Linked DNA regions of Mus musculus: region 2 is linked to region 1. The links are chromatin contacts, called in public Hi-C maps. All regions are on one chromosome and are shown on one strand. The core of a region is the stretch at or near the end of the contact, and the rest is flanking DNA. Distances in the headings are between cores, read along the strand shown. Region 1 overlaps Eml4 (echinoderm microtubule associated protein like 4). Region 2 overlaps Mta3 (metastasis associated 3).

Evidence for each region. Hi-C and Micro-C count contacts between places; a contact is called where the count stands out from the background.
Region 2: a contact with region 1 is called in a Hi-C map of embryonic stem cells, with 3 times the contacts expected there. The contact joins two enhancer-like sites. A contact is called at or near these places in 9 of 484 Hi-C or Micro-C datasets (B cells, the G1E-ER4 cell line, LSK cells and 6 more) and 1 of 115 datasets of contacts at active chromatin or transcription factors (embryonic stem cells).

The regions. Positions count from the first base shown.
Region 1 is chr17:83,475,453-83,479,163 of GRCm38.p6, forward strand. It overlaps Eml4 (echinoderm microtubule associated protein like 4), which reads left to right. Exons shown (of 23, transcript NM_001379374.1): 22 at 1,752-1,882; 23 at 2,254-3,711. The coding sequence ends at 2,715. Among named protein-coding and RNA genes, the nearest start is that of Gm46594, 4.3 kb to the left of the region's middle. Within about 2 kb of position 1,944, at least 6 of the 459 cell types and tissues checked have an H3K27ac peak or open chromatin away from gene starts, as enhancers often do. A contact at or near this core is called in embryonic stem cells, where this site is marked.
Region 2 is chr17:83,727,463-83,731,173 of GRCm38.p6, forward strand. The region is part of intron 3 of Mta3 (metastasis associated 3); the gene reads left to right. Among named protein-coding and RNA genes, the nearest start is that of Mta3, 23 kb to the left of the region's middle. Within about 2 kb of position 1,774, at least 63 of the 459 cell types and tissues checked have an H3K27ac peak or open chromatin away from gene starts, as enhancers often do. A contact at or near this core is called in embryonic stem cells, where this site is marked.

The DNA of each region.
Region 1 (3,711 bases), core at 694-3,193:
ACAGTGTGGTGCTGCTGTTCTGTGGCTTCGGAGGGACCACTGCTGTGTAACTGTGCCATGACATTCCACTGGTGTTTATAGAGTCCTTGCACCACCACCACCACCACCTCCTCCTCCTCCTCCTCCTCCTCTTCCTCCTCCTCCTCTTCTTCTTCCACCTTCCTCCTCCTTCCTCCTCCTTCCTCCTCCCTCCTCCTCCCTCCTCCTTCCTTCTCCTTCCTTCTCCTTCTTCTTCTTCTTGGCATTCAGTTGTCCTAGTGCCATTTTTTTTAAAATATTAAGGTGATTTTTAGCTGATTATTATTTAAAGATAAAAGTTGGGGATTATAGGGCTGAGGAGATAGCTTATTTGGCAAAGTGCTTGCAATGTAAGCATGAAGACCCAAGTTCAGACTTCTAGCTAACATGTAAAAAATCAGATATAGATAGTAGCCTGAACTGTAATCCCATCAACAGAGAGGTAGAGACAGGTTCCTGAATGTTACTGACAGTGTTATTAGACCTCAGCTCTAATTTCCACAGCAGAGACCCTGAAGCTAAGGAGATGTTTTGTGGGTACAAACACTTTATATGCAAGCATGAAAACCTGAGTTTGAGTTTCCAGTGCACACACAGAAAGTTGATGTGGTCCTGAACATGCCTATAACTGCAGCCTTGTGTGGCCAAGGCAGGCACATCCCAGGGGCTTGCTGGGAAGCTGTTCTAGCATAAACCGTGGCTCTACCCTCTTTCCCCCTTTTAAGATTTATGTATAAAGAATATTTTGCTTGCATGTATGTAAATGTGTCATCTGCATGTCTGTGGGGGCCAGAAGACATTGATTGACTCCTCTGAAGCTGGAGTTAAAGATGATTGTGAGCCACCATGCAAGTATAGGTCCCAAACCCATTCCTGTGGAGGAGCAATCAGGGCTTAACAACTATCTCCCCAGCACACTGACTGACCCTGTCTTAATGGAACAAGGCAGAGAGGAATGGAGTAAGACTCCCAGTATCTTCCTGTGGCTTTGCATGTACCTGCCCCTGCACACTCACAAGTGTATAATACACAAATACACCTCCCCCCCACCCCCAAAAATGAATTTGTTCTCAGGACTAGAAAGGTGGACTCCTGAGTTAAAAGCATTGTGGCTTAGAATGGTTACTCTGTTCCAGGGATCAGATACCCTCTTGTGACATCTGTGATCACCAGGCACACATGTGTTGCGCTTATCCATATTGTAAGCAAACACTCATATACACACACACAAAAAAAAAAAAAAAAAAAAAAAAAATAGAATGAGCCCAAAAAATGACTGAGTAGGATTCAGCCATAGGAAGTCAATACCTCAGCTCTAATTTCTACAGTTTCTGTCTGGACTAAAAGAAGCTTGTTCACCTAGACCAAGATGACCCCACCTCAGAGTAACTTGCTAAGTATATTGGTATGCCTTCTCTTCTAACACAATTCTGTAGGATATAGCACACTAAACAATGTCTGCCTAGGCCCTTCCATGAGAACATTTTTTGAAGGCGCTCACCTACCAGGAAGGGAGCACTTAGTCCTAACCCTTTGCTGACAGAGCGCCTCTGCTTTCCTCTCTACAAGGAACTGATGGCGTCTCCTAAGCAGCTTGTTGTAGAAGCAGGTCACAGTGAGGCTAGTTTCTTGGCACCGCCTGTTGCTTCTTGCTGACTAGGACTGGCTCTGTGTGGCTTGGCTTGAGGTGTTTGGGTGTGTGAAGCGTCAGTTACGTTTTCGTGTTTCTCTAGGGGTGTGGCCGGAAGGGTCCGATGGAACAGACATCAACGCACTGGTTCGATCCCACAACAGAAGAGTGATCGCAGTGGCCGATGATTTCTGCAAAGTTCATCTCTTTCAGTACCCCTGCTCCAAAGCCAAGGTCAGCTCTCTTGGTGATGTGCTGCACAACACACCCTTGCCCCGTTTCCCCTTTGTCATGCTAGAGGATGGGCGATTCTTAGTGTCCTGTTGTTTCTTTCTGAGTCAGGATCTTTTAGCCTTGAGTTCATAGCACTCCTCCTGCCTTTGACTCACAGGTACCATTACAGGAGTGCACTTCCAGACTCTCATTCCTTTTAAAGAAATAAAAAAGGAAGCTCTTCCCAGGTCCGTTCCTCAGCTCTGATGTCTCCTAGCACAGATATAAATGAACCTGTTTTCATAATCTGACTTAATCTCCCTGGTCATCTCTATTGCTGTGAGCAGGCATGTAAAAATGAGTTTAATTTTCCCATCTGATTTATTTTCTAGGCTCCCAGTCACAAGTACAGTGCCCACAGCAGCCATGTGACCAACGTCAGTTTTACTCATAATGACAGTCACCTAATTTCAACTGGTGGGAAGGATATGAGCATCATTCAGTGGAAGCTTGTGGAAAAGTTACCTGTGCCTCAAAACGAGGTCATAACAGACGCCAGTGTGACCAAAACCCCTGCCTCTTCCTCTGAAACTGCCAGGCCGTCTAACTCTCCTCCACTGCCTCCTTCTCTACCGTTAACTGGGACGGCTGAAGAGGAAAGCAGGATGGGCAGCTCCCCCACACTAGTGGAGAACAGCCTGGAGCAGATCGCAGAGCCCAGCGAGGAGCAGAGCGAGTGGGGTAGCGAAGACCTTGGTGTGGTGATTGATGAAGAGCCTGCTAGTGAGTTAAGTGAGACACAGGGAGCAACTGAGCTGCCTGAGGAGGAGCGAGGCATAACACCCCTGTGCTAAAACCCAGGCTGCAGGGCTCCTCTGCCACCCGTGACCCCGTGACGTGATGGGGCCAGGTAACGGGCCGGGCAGTGGTGAGGTCACTGTGAATGGAGGTTTGTTTCCCATGAGATCGGACACTGTCCGCAGTCCGATATGCCACCAGTGAGCTAGAGCAATCCAGGAGACTGTTTGGTAGATGTTCACAACTTCACCAAACTTAAATAGCAGGAGGAGACTGGCAGGTGAGTGTGTCCAAGAAATCCACATTTGTGCTGCAGATACTGGAAACCAAACTGCAGCTGCAGCCATTGGAAGAAACCTGTTACCTGAATGCGATTTCCTCCATTTTCTCAACAGCTGGAGGCCTCTCAGGCACCATCGCTCGAGTGGCTGCTGGCTCTCAAGCTGCCATTTTTTCCTGATGCAAAAAATGAAAGCAGGCAAAAGTGCTGTCATTGTGATACCGTCCCACTCAGATGTCTAACGGGAGCTTGCTTAAGGGGAATGTTAGCATTGCCAAGTGCGATGGTGTTGCCTTTCCATGGGATATTGCATTTTCTTACACTACCCGAGATGTCCAGACGTGCTTGGTAGGAGGCTACTCCCTAGGTGCTGCCTTTCTAAGTTCTGACGAGGAGCAGCCCTCAGTGGCTTGTGTACAGATTGCTCTATCCCAGAAGCAAGCCTTGGTTTGTTGAAGAGCTTTTCATGTATAGTAAACCATGATTCTGAGAGAATCGATTCTCCAAGGAGTCCTTCACTGGCCTAAACATTCTGTAATGTTGGGCATTCAAGGGAATGGAAGAAAACAAACCACATGCCTTTAACAGATGAACTGTAATGACGACCTGCTAACTGCTAGCCTTCAGCGCTATCTGTTCCCTCACACAGTCGCTAAGTGGTCAAATTGGTGCTTGAAATTCATTGGTCTAGTTGTAATTTTTATACAAATTACACCAAGAGATAAGATGTCTTTTTTTTACAGAAGTGTAATAGTCACAGTGCCGCTTATAG
Region 2 (3,711 bases), core at 524-3,023, 250 kb after region 1:
CTGTCTCGGAAAAAAACAAAAACAAAAAAAAGGTGTAACTCCATTTCCATGGGATGGGGCACACTCTTTCCGTCTCTGAATACCAGACATGCACGTGCTGCACACACATGCATGCACACAGGCAAACACTCATACAGTGAGTTGAGCGTTTATATATATACTCTGTTGCCAAGCTGACCTTGAATCTGTGGATGTTGCTGGCATATAACTGTGTCCGTGGCTCTGTATTCTGTCAGTTATTTTAACCTTGGTTCTGGGTGGTGGTTTCTTTGTGTTTCATTGCTGTTTTATAAAAAGGGACAGAGCTGTGTTCGCCTAGGGCTCAATTCTCTTCCTGCCCAGTGTGCTCATCCAGCCCTTTGTAAGCTCCAGCCTTCTTCCTCATTCTTTCATGGGGCTGCTTTCTTGGCTTCTGGCATTTCCTCTCCCTCCCCCTCCCTAGTTCCCTCCCTTCCTTTCTTTTCTTTTTTTTTTCCTGTGTAGCCCTGGCTGTCCTGAAACTCTGTAGACCAGGCTGGCCTCAGACTTGGAGATCTGCCTGCCTCTGCCTTCTAAGTGCTGGAATCAAAGGTGGGCGCTACCACGGCCCAGAGGTTTCTGGCATTTTCTGCATACCACGTGTGCAGAGAGGACCTTCTGAGGGTCTCCAGGGCCTTCCTACCTGGAGCTCTGTCTTTTGATCTCTGTTTTTCCCTTTTTGGGTACTCTGCCTACCAGGTCTTACTTCTCTTTCCCTCTCTGTTCTTTCAAAATTTTTATTTAATTTAATTAATTTATTTTTATTTTATTAATTAATTAATTAATTAATTTTTTTTTTTTTTTGGTTTTTCGAGACAGGGTTTCTCTGTGTAGTCTTGGCTGTCCTGGAACTCACTCTGTAGATCAGGCAGGTCTCGGACTCAAAAATCCACCTGCCTCTGCCTCTCAAGTGCTGGGATTAAAGGTGTGCGCCTCCACGCCCGGCTATTTTATTTATTTTTATGGGTGTTTTGTCTGCATGTGTTTTAACAACATGTATACATGCCCATGGAGAGCAAAAGAGGGTGTAGGATCGCCTGGGTCTGGAGTTACAGATGGTCATGGATTGTCTGTGGGTGCTGGGAGTGGAACCCAGGGCCTCTAGAAGAGCAGCCAGTGCCCTTAACCATTGAGCCACCTCTCCATCCCCATCCCCCTTCTCTAAGAAGTCAGGTTTCCTGTCACAGGGACCTCCTTCCATCTTGCCCGCCGCATGTGCAGTAGCCTAGCATTTAAGAATTGGTGCTCTATGTCTTTTGTCTTCACTAATCAAGTGTTTTTCTTTCTAATGGTCAGGTAGATCTTGTCTCTGCTACTTCATTTGGCTAGAAACAGCAGCAGTTGTATTTTACATGTTTAATGTACGAAACACAGCGGATGGGTAAAGTGTGCAGCTCGGTGGAGTCTCACAGGTGTACATGTTATATTACAATCATTCATACGGGGACTTTTTTTTTTTTTTTGAAACAGTTTCTTTCTATGTAGTCTTGATTGTCAGGAGCTGATTCTAGAGACCGGAACTCATAGAGACCGGAACTCATAGAGACCGGAACTCATAGAGACCGGAACTCATAGAGACCGGAACTCATAGAGACCGGAACTCATAGAGACCGGAACTCATAGAGACCGGAACTCATAGAGACCGGAACTCATAGAGCCCCATCTGCTTTTCCCTCCCGAGTGCTGGGATCCTAGGTGTGCACCACCTTGCTCTGCAGGATTTCCGACTGCAGCTGGGTTGAATGAAGGCTGATGTAACTAGACGCCCTCCATTTGCATAGGAGGAACTGGAGGCTGTGTAGATGTGCTTTCTGGTTTGCTCTCCCAGGTGTGGCAGGGAAAAAAATGAGACCTTGTCAGGCCAAGCCTTAGTGCAGATAGGACCCAGGCCACCCTCACCCAAGGCTAGGGTTCTCCATGGGGATTCTCTGCTAGCATCCTCCATCTTACCTTAGGAGCTCCTGCCTGCATCGGCGTGTCTAGCACTCGCAACTCCTGATTGTGTTCGGAGCTCTTGCCTGGAATCCAGGGTGAGAGCCACAGGCAGGTATGCCTTATGCTTTGCCTGAGGTCAGGTAGGAAGGAGAGCGTGGCTTCCAGGGAAACTCGGCATGGTTTGCACTTAGATTTATCACCACTGTATTTTAGTTTATCTGAATGGTGACTGGCAACTGTGAAGAGCTTTTTGTGAAAGCATGAAGTGTTTCTTAATTATAATTATTTATATAAATTGTAATGTTTTGTGAAAATTTCATACATGAATACACTACTTATGTCATTTCCACGCCCCCTCCCACTTCTCTACCCTTCTCAACTTCACGACCTCCTTTTCTTTAACTATCATTGTTACACACACACACTCACACACACAAACACACACCCACCCTACAGAGTTCAGCTTGTGTTGCCCACGTATACATGTGTTTAGGGCTGACTGTTCAGGATTGGGAAACCTATCAGGAGGTTTTCCTTGGGACCGGATTCTCCCTTAGCGGCCACTATAGCTCTTCATCTGGGGATGAGGCTCTGATAAAATTTATCCCATCTGCTAGGCACAGTGGCACACTCCTTTGAGTCTAGCATTTAGAGCCAACGACAGGAGGATCTCCATGAGTTGGAGGCCAGCCTGGTCTACGTAGCGAGTTGCAGGACAATGAGGGGTACGTAGAGGCAATGTCTCAGAAAAGCAAAAGCAACAAAAATTTCCCATCCACATTGCGGTGTTGCCCAGAGTGGTCTTGTGCAGGCAGCCATATCATTGGGAGGATGTGGTCCAGCATCCTGTCACGCCAGGAAGACCTGTCTGGCAGCAGTTGTCCTGGTATCTAGCACTCACAGGGTTCTTTCTCCCTCCTCTGCAGTGTCCCCTGAGCTGTGGGTGTGGGGATGGCTCTGTTGATGTCCCAGTTGCTACTGGTACCGAGTCATATTTTCCTCTGGGTTTGGCCAGTTGTGGATGTATGTGATACCTTCGGTGGGCTGCACAGTGAAACTCCAGTGAGGGATGAGAGGCGCTTGATGGGGTGAAGAGAAGTATTTGTAATGTAGTCAGTCCGAAGCTGTAGTGTTTTAGAGAAATGGCTGTAGTAGGCTCTCCTCTAGGGTCTGACCTCTCCAGCTGCAGCTTCTTGGCTAGGTTTACAGTAGCAGGCATAGGTTCTCTCATTCTGAGCAGGCCTTAAGTTCAATGACATAGTTGTTGGCTGCTGTTGGGGCCGTCTGGTATGGTCAGTCATTGTTGTGGGTGGAGGAAGTCTTTACAGCTGAGTAGGGCTATTTCTTGCTTTTCTCCTTAGCAGTTTGTATGGCATCTAATAATATTATGAGAGCCAGCCCCCACGGAAGAAGGTCTTTAAAGGTCACGCCAACTTGATTTCTCCCAAGTCCTATCACCAAAGTGTGTGGTGTTTTCAGCGTAGGGTATTACTTCCAAGATCTGGGAAGCAACCAAGGGCAATAGCAATTATCTGTGTGTATTGTATTGTTCTCTTAGATTCCTTGACTAACTACTTCCGTGAGGTGTCCCATGTCTGTCACTGGGATTTTTATTAGTCTATGGCTCCTGGGAGAATATTATCACCCTGTAACAATAAAAGTATAGATGTATATGCAACATAAATACATGGACACACACACACACACACACACACACACACGGATAGGGACACATACACATGATGTAGGTATTATTAA